2 separate regions of the Oryctolagus cuniculus genome follow, and region 1 is linked to region 2. The links are chromatin contacts, called in public Hi-C maps. All regions are on one chromosome and are shown on one strand. Each heading gives the region's core, a stretch centred on a gene start, on an enhancer-like site or on the middle of the called end of the contact. The rest is flanking DNA. Distances are from core to core; before and after follow the strand shown. Region 1 overlaps LOC100344331 (mitochondrial adenyl nucleotide antiporter SLC25A24). Region 2 holds the start of HENMT1 (HEN methyltransferase 1).

Evidence for each region. A called contact is a pair of places that touch in the nucleus more often than the background predicts.
Region 1: a Hi-C map of skin fibroblasts shows a contact between it and region 2, with 2.7 times the contacts expected there. The contact joins the enhancer-like site here to the promoter of HENMT1 in region 2. A contact is called at or near these places in 5 of 6 Hi-C or Micro-C datasets (ear pinna, embryonic fibroblasts, psoas muscle and 2 more).

What each region holds. Positions count from the first base shown.
Region 1 is chr7:61,913,885-61,921,135 of mOryCun1.1, forward strand. All of the region lies in intron 2 of LOC100344331 (mitochondrial adenyl nucleotide antiporter SLC25A24), which reads left to right. Among named protein-coding and RNA genes, the nearest start is that of EEIG2, 40 kb to the left of the region's middle. Within about 2 kb of position 5,152, at least 1 of the 8 cell types and tissues checked has an H3K27ac peak or open chromatin away from gene starts, as enhancers often do.
Region 2 is chr7:61,771,789-61,778,272 of mOryCun1.1, forward strand. HENMT1 (HEN methyltransferase 1) reads left to right here and starts at 4,718. Exons shown (of 8, transcript XM_070077965.1): 1 at 4,718-4,857; 2 at 5,683-5,781; 3 at 6,323-6,448. The coding sequence starts at 5,761. It also overlaps the pseudogene LOC138850760.

The DNA.
Region 1 (7,251 bases), core at 3,902-6,401, 140 kb after region 2:
AAGTATGTTTAAGGATATTTGTTTTATTTACTCTTCCAGCTAATTTAAGTTCTGTTATTGGGAAAAAAACTGGAACAATCATAAACTGGTTTATGTCATCTTAGCCCTTCCTATAGCTACTTTGAGTTGTATTTTAGCAATATGGCCTTCACTTTAACAGAGCAATTGATGAGACATACCCTTATAAGGCCTACTATTGCAATTATTTTAGGAATTTTAAAAGGACTTTGTCTTCTCCTTTCATCATTCAGCAAGATATATTTCAATCAACTCAATGCTACAAAAAACTTAGTTTTGCCCAAGGAGACAATGTATATCCTTTTTGATAATGAGACTTGCGCAACTGACGGTGTTTCCTTTTATTATTTGTATTTTAGCATTCTCTCATCTTGGCTATCTTCAAACTGTGACAATGTCTCTGAGACAATGTGAATTTGGCAATGGCTCCCCTCCTTCATCTTGTTGCAATTCTCAAATGGGAACTAGGTAAAGGCCTTATCTTCTGCAAGGTGAAGAGCCAGGAAATGATTACTTTGTGATTATTCAGGGCTTTTTCAATTCAGTATAAGTAATAATTGGCTTATTCTTAATACAGATCATAAATAAAGACAAATAAATTAAAACACACATTAGATGTACCACTAATTGAAAAGGTTTGTTTTAGCCCTGCAATAATGTGACCATAAATTTTATGTGATAGAACTTTTTGGACTTCACTTACAGTAAGGATTTTACTCTACCTTCCTTAATTACTGAATCTCTAATTCTATAGGGTTAATAAAAAGTCTACTTTATTTCCTGACCATGAACAGCATCCATTTTATGTTGTGCAAATTGCATACAAAGTGTGTTTTATTGTAAGACATCTCAAACCCCTGTACAACACAGCAAGATAGAAAAACATGAATATGGGAGTGAGCATCTGGCCCAGCTTGGGACCCCTGTATCACATTTGGGAGTGCCTGGTTTGAGTCTCTGCTGTGCTGCTTCTAATCCAGGCCTGGTAAAATGACTTCCAATTCAGCTTCCTGCTAATGCAAATTTTTTTATTTAAATTAATTATGTCAGAGAGAGAGAGAATGAATGAATGAATTATCAGCTGCTGGCTCACTCTTCAAATGCCTTAAGCATCTAGGGTTGGTCCAGGCTGAAGCCAGGAGCCAGAAACTTAATCCTGGTCTCCTGCAAGGGTACTAGCTACTTGAACTATCACCACTGCCTTCCAGGGTGTGCATTAGTAGGAAGCTGGAATTAGAAGTGGAGACAGGACTGGAACCCAGGCACTCTGATATGAGATTTGACCATAACAAATGGTGGCTTAATTGATGCACCAAATATCTGCCCCTACGAAATGTATTTTCTTGCTTAATGAGCTTTCAGGATACTGTCACAGAAAGAAAAAAAATGTAACAAAGAATGAGTAAAATAGGAATATATGCAAATTATTTTTTCACCTTATATCTTCCAAATCATGAGTATATGTTATTCAGCATGGATTTATGCACTTTGTATATTCACAGCTAAATATGTCAGTGCATCTGTGGAAATACACTTGCTGAATGAATTATGTTTATAGAAAAATGCTAACATCAGGTCCACAGAACTGTTCTTAAGCAGTCGTTCTGATGTTCTTTCGCCCTCTACTGATCAGTAGTCAAATTGCATTTAGCCTTTTTCTCCACTGAAGTGTCTTCTCTAAAAGCTAAGAGGCTTTTTTTTTTTTTTTTGCCTATTTGCTAAATTTATAAAATCTGTTTGTTAATTAGAGACTCTACTTTCTCTTCACATCCCTAGTGGCCTGCATACTGCTTAGCCAAGTGCGTGATCTTAATACAGGTTGGATGAATGTCATGTTGAGGCACTGTTTGCAATTGTTTATTTCTTCATTTGTTATTTTTACGAAGTTCTATATTTCACAATTATTACTACATGGAGTTAAAGTAAAGTAAGCATTTCTAATATTTTAATTTCATATATAGAATCCCAACTTTATTTTTTCAACAGATCTATCTATCTATCTGAGTTACAGATAGAGAGGGAAACAGAGAGATAGATCTTTCACCTACTGGTTCACTCCCTGAACCAGCAAATGAAAACCAGAAGCCAGGAGCTTCTTCCAGGTCTCCCAAGTGGCTAACAGGGTCCCAAGCACTTGAGCCATCTCCTGCTGCTTTTCCCAGCCATCAGCAGGGAGCTTGATCAGAAATAGAGCAACTGGGTCACAAACTGGCACCCATGTGGGATGTTGGCATTGTGGGTGGCAGCTTTACCTGCTATGATACAACACTGGGCTCTAAAATCCTAACTTCAAAAAATATTCTAACTTAAATATAATTAGAAATTTCAAGCACTATATTCCTAGTCATTTTGATTATAGTTTACCATGGATATTTTTATGGTTATCCATTATTCTGAATAGTTATACATTATTAACTGGGAATTTTTATTGGTTAGAACCAGGTTCAATTACGGGATGGCAGAAACTGAAAAAGCAGTGGCTTAAGGTCTGAATTTATTTTCGAGTTTGTTTCTGTTACACATAAACCTATACAGTCAAGGAAGGGCTGACATCAAGTTTCCATAGTCATCAGGATCCTGGCTCCTTCTGTCTCACTGCGCCATCACCCATAACCTGCATGCACTAAGTGGAATAAATAGGTTTAGAGTCTCTGGGGGCTGTAGACTAGAATAACTGCTTGCTGTAGCAGGATAAAGCTTGATATATTGGTAAATCTGATGGAAGCTGCTGATGTAATGGTGCATTACAGCTATGTAAGACTTTTTAAAAAATTCATTAATTTTAAAATTTTATTTGAAGGGGCTGGGACCATCTTTCCCTGCTTTCCCAGGAGCATTAGCAGGGAGCCTGTTTGGAAGTGGAGCAGATGGGACTAGAACTGGTGCTCATATGCCAGCTTAATCGGTTGTGCCACAACACAATCTCCTCAAGCAGCATCTTAACCACTGTGCTAGACATCCACCCCTGTGTGCCCAATTCTTAGCTACACGATGTATAAATTTCACAAACTAACATCCTATAAATTAACAACACAGATTGGTACTCTCAGGGCCCAAAATCTTACCCAGTTTCTCTTCTGTTGCAGCCTTTCTATTCTCTACAATAATGATGCTCTTCTTCATCTAATCTCTTTAGACTTCTGGCCTTCACAGTCTGTCTTTATGACTCTGCCTCAATTTTTTTAAAAGATTCATTTATTCATTTGAAAGTCAGAGTTACCGAGAGAGAGGGAGAGACAGAGTGAAATCTTCCGTTTGCTGGTTTACTCCCTAGATGGCCTCAACAGCCATAGCAGGAGGCAGGAGCTTCATTCAGGTCTCCTCAGGTGGGTGCAGGGGCCCAAGTACTTGGGTAGATCATATTCCACTGCTTTCCTAGGCACATCAGCAGGGAGCTGGATCGGAAATTGAGCAGCGGGATTTGCACCTGTGCCCCCATGGGATTATGGCACTGCAGGCGGAGGCCCTACCCACTACATCACAATGCCGGCCCTTGCCTCACATCCTTACATCCTTATTCCTTCACCACAGTGCTTCGTTCTTCACTGAAGAAATAAAGTCATTGAATGGGACCATTTTTTCCATCATATCTACAGATATTCAACAGAATTTGCGCCTGTTTTTCCATTCCATTAGAGGAGGGGTGACTAGAGCTGTAATTAGCCTTTGGGTTGAAGTTGCGGAGAATGTGGAAAGTTGAACCTGAAAACAGGTTATGATTTTGCCTAATGAGTAAGAGACATGAAAGGGGGCACAGGGAGAACAGAGCATCTAAGGTTTTGGTTACGGTGATGGATCATTGAATCTAAGTGGGAGTGAAGATAGAAAGGAGGGTCAAGGAGCTCATTTATCTCTTTTCTTATTTTTCAGATTCCTTATACTTTCTGAATACTAGCTTTTGTTGGTTGTAAGAATTGTCTTTTTGTCCTATCTGTGGATTTTCTTTTTCACCTTTTTAATGATGTACTTTGCATGTTTTTGATTTTAACAAATTTGTATTTTATGGGCTAGGCCTTTGATGTTTGTTTATTTTTTTGTTTAATGTCTTAGTTTGGAACTCCTTTTCTACACTAAGTTCACAAATGTATTAGGTTTTGTTTCATAACGTTTTAGGATTTCACATTTTACATGTAGGTCTTCACTTGGAATTTATTTTTATGTGCGTTTGAGGTGAGAACCTGTTCAGTCTTTAATTAGTTCCTCACTCCTCAATTCATCAAAAATGTTGATAATCCAAAATACACTATTCAGCTTTTTCTTGTACTCAATTTTTTAGTATCATTTGGCATATTAAAAGTTCATACACTCGGCTGGCGCCGCAGCTCACTAGGCTAATCCTCCACCTTGCGGCGCCGGCACACCGGGTTGTAGTCCCAGTCAGGGTGCCGGATTCTGTCCCGGTTGCCCCTCTTCCAGGCCAGCTCTCTGCTATGGCCCGGGAGTGCAGTGGAGGATGGCCCAGGTGCTTGGGCCCTGCACCCCATGGGAGACCAGGAGAAGTACCTGGCTCCTGCCATCGGATCAGCGCGGTGCGCCGGCCGCAGCGCGCCGGCCGCGGCGGCCATTGGAGGGTGAACCAACGGCAAAGGAAGACCTTTCTCTCTGTCTCTCTCTCTCACTGTCCACTCTGCCTGTCAAAAAAAAAAAAAAAAAGTTAATACATTCTAAAAATTGCCTTCTCATGATTTCTTTAATAATACACTTTTCAGTTTTTTCCTATTTCTTTGGTAGCTCTTTCTTGGTCTCCTTGAGTAAAAATAACAGTAACTTTGATATATGAAATTATTTTTATATGCCAGGCCCTGTGTGAGTATTTTTTCCTACTTAATCCTCATAACACACAGTTCAGAAAAAACTGGCACTCCTGAGAAAAGTGAAGCCAGAGAACTGATGTGGCTTTTCCAAGGTTGTTTAGTCCAGGAAGCCTGAGTTTAGGTTGGGCTCTTACCCACTGCACTATGTTCGCTGTTTGCCTCAAAGTGGCATCTGCCTTTCAGAGTGCTTCAGAGCTTCTTCTAGAGGCCTCTTCTTTCTCTGCTTGAAGTGGACTTTTTCTCTCCTGGAGCTTTAAGAGCTATGTGTATACCAATGACTTGCACATCTATTTCCAGCTCAGACCTCTTTCCTGAGCTGTGCATGCAGATTGACTACTTGCCTGACTCACAGGCATCTCAAACTTAGCATGTCTAAAACTGAACCCTTGGTCCTACCCCCAGTCTATCCCCTCCATCCCAGACTGGCAACTCCATCTACAGTGGTGTCTCATTCATACCTGAAACCTCAAAGTTATTTTTGGTTCCATTCTCTCCTTTCATCCAATCTTTCACTAAGTTTTTTTTTTTTTTTAAGATTAATTTTATTTATTTGAAGGACAGAGTGAGAGAGAGAGAGAGAGAAACAGAGAGGTCTTCGACCATCCTCTGGTTCACTCCCCAAATGGCTGCAATAGCTGGAACTGGGCTAATCTGAAGCCAGAAGCCTGGCGCTTCTTCTGGGTCTCCCACACGGGTGCAGGGGCCCAAGGACTTAGGCCATCTTCTACTGCTTTCTCAGGCCATAGCAGAGAGCTGGATCGGAAATGGAGCACCCAGGACTCGAACTGGCACCCATATGGGATGCTGGCACTGCAAATGGCAGCTTTACCCGCTAAGCCACAGCGCCAGCCCCTACAAAGTTCTTTGATTTCTACCTTTAAGACACATGATCTGTCTGGTTCTGTCTCTCCACTACCACCACTCCAGTTCAGGCTGATCACCTCATGAATCTAACTGGTCTCCTCACACCAGTTCTTGCCTTTTCTTCCAGCCTCCACACAGTAGCTAGAGGGATTTCTCGCATTGTGAATTAAATCATGTTGTTCTGCTGCCCCAAATTCTTAAATGGTTCCTGGCATAGCAGCCATATCATTCAGCAGTACTCAGTGTCCTTCCTTGTGGGAGGACATGTGGTCAGGAGGGCATGTCACTTGCTTTGGGTAAGGAAATGTGCACAGAAATCGTGTGTGCACCCACAGGCAGAAGCTTTCAGAGTGCAGCGTGCTTCTCCAGCTCACCCTTCTTCTGCCATGGCCACCAGCAGTGTTCCAGATAGTGGCTGCATTGGCTCTAGAGTAAAGAAAAGAAATGCCAGGTGCAGAGCGGACTACTGACCTATGATGGACACAGGTCTGAATGAAATATTTGCCCCATAGGCCACTGAGATTTGGTGGTTGTTTGTTATTGCAGCATAACTTTGTTAGTCCTGACTAATATACTTTTATATTGCTCTTGAAAAAATCTAGGATCTTTCATATGGCCTATGGTGCTATGCATGATTTGATCCCTGTCTGCATGTCTAATCTCAGCTTGTACCACTCTTTCTGTTGTTCGTTATTTTCTGGTCACTTTAGTGTCCTTTGGTTCTTGATTTTCCAATTTCTTTTTCTTCTCAGGCATATTAAAAGTACAAGGAGAGGGGCTGGTGCTGCGGCATAGTAGGCTAAGCCTCTGCCTGTGGCACTGGCATCCCATATGGGTACTGGTTTGGTTTGTATCCCAGATGTTCCTCTTCTGATCCAGCTTTCTGCTTATGATCTGGTAAATCAGTCAGAAATGGCCCAAGTGCTTGGGCCCCTGAACCTACGTGGAAGACCCTGGAGAAGCTCCTGGCTCCTGGATTCAGATCAGCTCAGCTCTGGCTGTTGCGGCCATTTGGGGAGTGAACTAAGCAGCTGGAAGACCTTTCTCTCTGTCCTTCCCTCTCTCTGTTTATAGCTCTGCCTGTCAAAAAAAAAAAAATCTTAAAAAGAAAAGTACAAGGAAAGACAGGTTTATGGCCTGCTGGCTATAAGATACCAGTTAAAATGCATATATTCCATATGGGAGCACCTGGATTTGAGTACTGTCCTGCTCCTAATTCCGATTTCTGCTAATGTGGATCCTGGGAGGCAGAGGTGATGGCTCAAGCAATTGGGTTCCTGCTACCCATGTGGCAGAACTGGATTGAGTTCCCAGCTCCCGGCTTCAGCTTGGCTCAGCCCAAGCTGCTATGATCATTTGAAGAATGAACCAGTAGATAGGAGATCTCTGGTGCGCTGTGCCGATCTGAAGGCAGGAGCCAGGTGCTTCCTCCTGGTCTCCCATGCTGGTGCAGGGCCCAAGGACTTGGGCCATCCTCCACTGCCTTCCCAGGCCACGGCAGAGAGCTGGACTGGAAGAGGAGCAACCAGGACAGAATCCGGTGCCCCAACTGGGA
Region 2 (6,484 bases), core at 3,468-5,967:
ACATCCAATTCAGAGCTTCAGCTGGGCCAATGGTGGTGATGGAGGCATTTTTGCTAAAGAATCCCTGAGTTGACAGAGTCTGTTCCATGGCTGCCTGCAAGAATAGAATTCTTTAGTTCTCCGAGAGATGAGGTGAGGGTTCAAAATCCTACTTTTTTTTCCTTTAATTTGACAGGTCGAGTTAGAGAGAGAGAGAGAGAGAGAGAGAGAGAGAGAGAGAAAGGTCTTCCTTCTGTTGGTTTACTCCCCAAGTGGCCGCCACAGCCAGCCCTGTGCTGATCCGAAGCCAGGAGCCAGGTGCTTCCTCCTGGTCTCCCACGTGGGTGCAGGCGCCCAATCACCCGGGCCATCCTCCACTGCCCTCCCAGACCACAGCAGAGAGCTAGACTGGAAGAGGAGCAACCAGGACTAGAACCCAGCACCCATATAGGTTGCTGGCGCCGCAGGCGGAGGATTAACCAAGTGAGCCATGGCGCCGGCCCCCAAAATCCTACTTTTCTAAAGCGGCCTGAGTGAATTTCATTGTCAGAACAACCCTGACTGAATACATTTCTAAGTAAACAAATACGGGAAAATTTCTCACCACCCCACTGCTGCAGGAGTCTGTGGTTGTCACAATTCTTTTTCTCTGCTGGTTCGTGTCTCATGTCTGTGAAGAATGCGGAGCACAGACAAGGAAGAGTAAGTAAAGCAGAAGTAGTTTATCAAAAGAAAGCAGAGAAGTTAAAGCAAATACAAAAGAAAAAAATCGCCCAGCAATGACCAAAAAAAAAAAACCAAAAAACTCCTTGAAGAAGGCAGTTTTGAAATCTGCTTGTCTATGGTTTTGTGGGCTGTAAAAAGGGGCGGTTCTTATGATTGGTCTGGAAGAGGGGCGGTTTAGATTGGTTAATTGGATGATAGCTCCAATCAAGACTCAAGAGAAAACACACGAAACTTTTCCCCACGATGCATAGAATTTTCGTTAGCTAGATCAGTTACAACAGCACCGAAGAGCCTTGATTACAAGGACCTGCACCTGACGTCAACATCCCTCACACAAACCAATGGTCTGACTTTTCTAGGTCCTCTGAGACTCATCGCCAGGGAGTGGGGCTTAAGAGTTACTTAACATGAGGGTACTTCAACAAGTTCATGGAAAATCTGCATTATCTTTTTTTTAAGATTTATTTGAAAGGCATAGTAGAGAGAGAGAGCACAAGAGAGCTCTTCAATTCTCTGGTTCACTCTGCACATGGCCCCAATGGCCAAGGCTGGGCCAGGAGGAAGCCAGGAACTTGGAACTCCATCCGGGTATCCCATGGGGATGGCAGAGGCTCAAGCACTTGGGCCATCTTCTGCTATTTTCCTAGGTGCATTAATAGGAAACTGGATAGGAAACAGAGCAGCTGGGACTCGAATAGGCACCCATATGGGGTGCCAGCATCATAGGCAATAGTTTAACCCACTGTGCCATGATGCCGGCCCAAAGACTGTAAATTTTAATCTGTCACAATCTTCCTTCAGGCCACAAAGTATTTACATTTCTCCGTTGTGCAAAAGTATGACCATCTTCTCCCAAGACCTCCAAGTGTCTCATCCTATGATGAGCATCAGGCTCCAGCTGGCACCCAGGAGGACTTCTGGTTACCCATTGCATGAGGGACACCTACACCTGCAGGACTGTTGAGGCCCAGGAGAGATCCTTTATCTGCCTTTTCCCCTCGGGTCAGTACCTGCTGCATTATTAGCTGGTCCTCCATGTCAGTGGGTTCTGCATCTGCACGTGGGAAAAATTGCATCTGTACTGAATATGTACAGACTTTTCTCCTTGCTGTTATTCCCTGAATAATACAGAACTGTTTACTTTGTATTAGGTATTATCAGTAAGCTAGAGATGGTGTGAAGTGTATGGGAGGCTGTAGGTAAATTACGCGTACCCACAGATTTTGTTACCTGAGGGGGATCCTGTAACTTGTCTCCCCTGGATACTGAAGGACTACTAAATATTGATGAAATAGGTAATCTCACTTAATTTTTACTTCCCAACAGAAAAACCCCAACAACCCAACAGTCTGAAAGAATGAGTAAATTTCCAAGGGTAAAGGAGTGACAGTTAAATCAGTTAAAGTCTATTTGGCTTCCAACTTATTCTGGAAAGATACAACATGGGCTGCATCTCACTGGGACTTAAAGCTGGTGGAGGAAGGTGTGCTGAGCTGTGACAAAGGCTAAGGCATTGGCCACGGGGACAGAACAGATGCAGCAGCAGCTTGAAGAGGTCAAGAGTTGGTGACTGTCCAAACGTGGGAAGTGGACAGAGCCAAGGAGGATTTTCAGACTCTGAGAGTAGAAGACCAGGAGAACGCTGAAATGGACAAATCTGGAAGGAAATTGGTCACGAGGAAGTCAGGTTAAAAAAAAGGATCAACCAGCAACAATTCTAAGGCAACAACTGTAGCTCTAAGAATTCTGAATAGATCATTTGTTAACTTAGAAAATTTCCTTAAAATTTTTTAAATTATTATATATATATATAAAGCTTACCATTTTAATGATGTTTAAGTGTACTAGTCAGTGGTATTAAGAATATTCACCATAGCCAGCGCCGTGGCTCACTAGGCTAATCCTCCGGTCGGGGCGCCGGATTCTGTCCCGGTTGCCCCTCTTCCAGGCCAGCTCTCTGCTGTGGCCAGGGAGTGCAGTGGAGGATGGCCCAAGTGTTTGGGCCCTGCACCCCACGGGAGACCAGGATAAGTACCTGGCTCCTGCCGTGGCGGCCATTGGAGGGTGAACCAATGGCAAAGGAAGACCTTTCTCTCTGTCTCTCTCTCTCACTGTCCACTCTGCCTGTCAAAAAAAAAAAAAAAATTCACCTTGTTGCATGATCATTGAAGGGGAACTTTGCCTTCATCCCAAACTAAAATCCACTTCCTGTCACTACGAATTTGCCAACTTCATGTAAGTGTGGAATCACAGACTATTCTTCCTTTTGTGACTGGTTATAGCACTGAACATAATGTCATCAAGGCTCATCCATGTTGTAGCAAGTGTTAGGATTTAACCCCTTTTAAAGACTGAATATCCCATTGCATGTGTAGGCATGTAAAAAAAAAAAAAAGAGTATTTGAAAGGCACAGGAGAGGGAGCGAGAGCGAGTGCAATCTTCCATCCACCATTTCTCAAATATCTGCACCAGCCAGGGCTGGGCTGGATGCCTCAGAGCTCCATCTGGGTACCTCCTCCCTGGCACATCATCTGCTGCCTCCCAGGCACCTGAGCAGGAATCTGGTCAGAAGCAGAGTAGCCAGTGTTTGACCCCTGCTGTCCTGTCAGCACGTGGAGGTCCGAGGCAGCAGCCTAGGCCGCTGTCCCATAATGCCCATGAGGCTGGATAACGCAGAAACCACTTTTTTTTTTTTTTTAAGACATTTTCCTATTGATGGACATTTGGGCTGTTTTCACATTTTGGCTACTGTCAGCAACGCTGCTGTGAACTTGGATGTACAATATTTGAGTTCCTGCTCTCAATTCTTTTGAATATGTGACCAGAAGTTTATTACTTACTTTGAAAGTCTCTACCTAAATTATATTCTGTGGTAAGGAGTATGCTCTCTTAACAAAGACAGTGGGTTAAAACTACAGCTGAGCCAGGCCAACAGAAGCCTCTTACACTGTGGGGTGACATTAACACTGCATCCCAGCGCCAAAAACAAGCTTTGTGTAACTCATCTTGGTGCATTCTTAAACAATTAGCACAATGTGCTGCCAGGGGTGTTGAGCGTTTGAAAAATCCAGTTCCACTATAACGCTTATATTATTAGGCTGTGAATTCGGTAATAAGTATCAGCTTTTGATTTCTAAAATACTAGTTTTGGTGCTTTCAGCAGCACATATAGTAAAATGGGAACCATACCGAGTAATGGCCCCTGAGCAAGGTGATATGCAAATTCCTAAAGCTTTTTACACCATTTTTTTTTTAAGGGGGAGGGACTTTTGGGGACAGGTTAAGAGAGACCTGGCTCCGAGGCCCGCAACCGTATTGGAGTGTCTGGGTTGCAATCCCAGCTCCCCTTGCAATTCCAGTTTCTTGCTACTGCATACCTTTGGAGTCTGCAGGTGTTAGCTCAAGTAATTGGGTCGCTGCCATCCACATGAGAGACCTGGGATTGAGTTCTGGTGCAGGCATTACCGGAGTGAACTAGCAGATCCAAGGTCTCCGACTCTACCTTTCAAATTAAATGGAAAAACAAAACAAAACAAAAACCAAACTGAAGTAGTAATGTTTCCATCCTCCTCTGATTCTCCTTAAGCCCTTCCATCGCACACGGAAAAGCAAGCACAGTTTATAAAGCGTTAAGTTGAATTTCTACAGGCAAGGTCACGGTACAGTAGGCCTAATAGGTCAATTTCGTCCACAGCACGTGGGTTAAAAAAAAGAAAAAAACGAGTTGGGGTGTGGAGGGAGCTGAGAAAGCGTGTTTTCTGAGTTCAGGTGTTACGGGACCAACTTGATGCAGCCCGGAGTCCCTCAAAGCCGGTTCCGGAGGACCGTCCAGGGGCGGCAGAGGCGGCGGCGTGCGCTCGCGGTGAGCGCGGCCGCTTCTCCGCCGCCTTCCGTCGGCCAGGGCCGTTTCCAGGGCTTGGCCCAGCTCGCTGCGGCGCCGCCTCGGCTCAACAGTCGCGGCGGCGGGCCGAGCGGGGGGCCGCAGCGCGAGCCCGCGCGGGAGACGCGGGAGCCGCGGCCCCCGCCGAGGTTCCCGTGAAGACCTAGAAAATGGCTTCGCCGCATGCGCCTCGCGGGCCGTTGAGGCGCAAAACCGACGCCCTACAGCCGGGAGCCGGGAGCGCAGCGGCGGGCGCACGGCAGGGATCCAGGTACACAGGGCGGACCCCGAGCGCCCCCCGCTAGAGGGCGCACCCAGCAGCGGGGAGCCCGGAGGCGCAGGTGTGGCGGGCGCAGGTGGAGCGGCGGGCGGGTAACGTCGCCTTGTGAGTCTGCGCGAGGTCGGGCGTCAGGGGCGGGGCCTGGAGTTAAATTGGGCGGAGGCTGGGTCTGGTCCGCTTACTGCGCTTTGCCTTGCTTCGCCGCCTGGGAGTGCGCCTGGCTCCAGGGTCAGCGGTGAGGACGACGGGTGCTCGTGGAGGAAGGGCAGGTTGGCTCGCAGGAGCAGGGTTTCGCAGCAGACGTCGGGGAATTATTTAGAAGCTGTGATTGCCATGTTGCCTAAATTTCAGGTTAAGTTCTGGTTGTTGGAGACCAGAGTGCAATAAAGGACCAAAGTCGAAACCCAAGTCCGAGAGTGAATAGAAGTGATGCTGCGGCGTCTCTAGTGTCCCAAGTCGTTAAGGGAACTGTCCCCCTTCACGAAATGCCATTTTACCGATGAGTGGGTAGGTCATTGATTGGAAACAGCTTGGAGGAGGTGCAGGCTCTTAGAAAAGAAACTGGCTGAACTCCCAAGAGTGTTATTTGTATCTGACTGAACTGGGGGTAGAAGGGCAGAAGGGGTGTCATTGTGCTTAGCTGGGTTGAATGAGGTGAGGGGTTCGGCTTCCCGAGCCCGTTTGCTCACGTCTGAAACAATACTTAAGTGGGTATTCCAGGGACTGAATGGCTTTCATGGAAAGGCAGAGAGCACACCCCCCCCCCCCCAAGCTGTTTCTCTTGGGTGTCATTCTCGAAACGGCTTGTATTTACAGCGGAATCGCTGCTGAGTCTCTGACGAACAGCCTGAAGGGACCATCTGCATTTTTGTCTCAGCGAAACTTGGAAGGGAAATGGAAGGAGAGAAGGCACAGGTAACGCCACTCTTGTTTTTTCTCGGAAGTTAAAACACCTGGGGGCAGCCAGGAGCAGCGCCTGGCATCTCGGTTCTCACGCTTCCCAGGGTGGTGAGCGGAATGAGGCTGACATATCCACACCTGGCGTGTCTGTGTTAAGTGACTTTTTAAAAATCACCAGTTGTTAAAATAACAGTCTTTAAACGCTTTCCAAGCGTGGTGCCTCACTGATGGGTGTGGATGGATCACCTGGGGGGTTTGATTGGCTTTCAGAGTTCTGTCCCAGCAAGTCTGGGGTGAGGCTCAAGATTTTGTTTTAGTGACATTTCCAGGTAAAGACACTGGTATTTGGAGATCACACTTGGCATACTCCAGCTGTAGATCCCTGCTGTCTGATTAGTCCACAAGGAAGTTGGGCCCTTAATGTGGCTAGGGCAGTTGCGGAAGGAAATGAACTTTAATCTCATTGAGGGGAAATAAAAATCTGTACCCCCATTTAGTTTCTGAAGTCATGTGTAACTTAGATTTCTAATTTTTTTTTTTTTGGCTACATTTTCAGTGCACTAATGTGATTGGTAATAATCGTGAAGTTCCCAAGGAGAGGATAATAAAGTTTAAACCTCCACTGTACAGACAGCGGTACCAGTTTGTTAAAGATATAGTGGATCAGCATGAACCCAAGAAGGTAGGGCATCACAAACACTGAATTGCTAAGATTGTT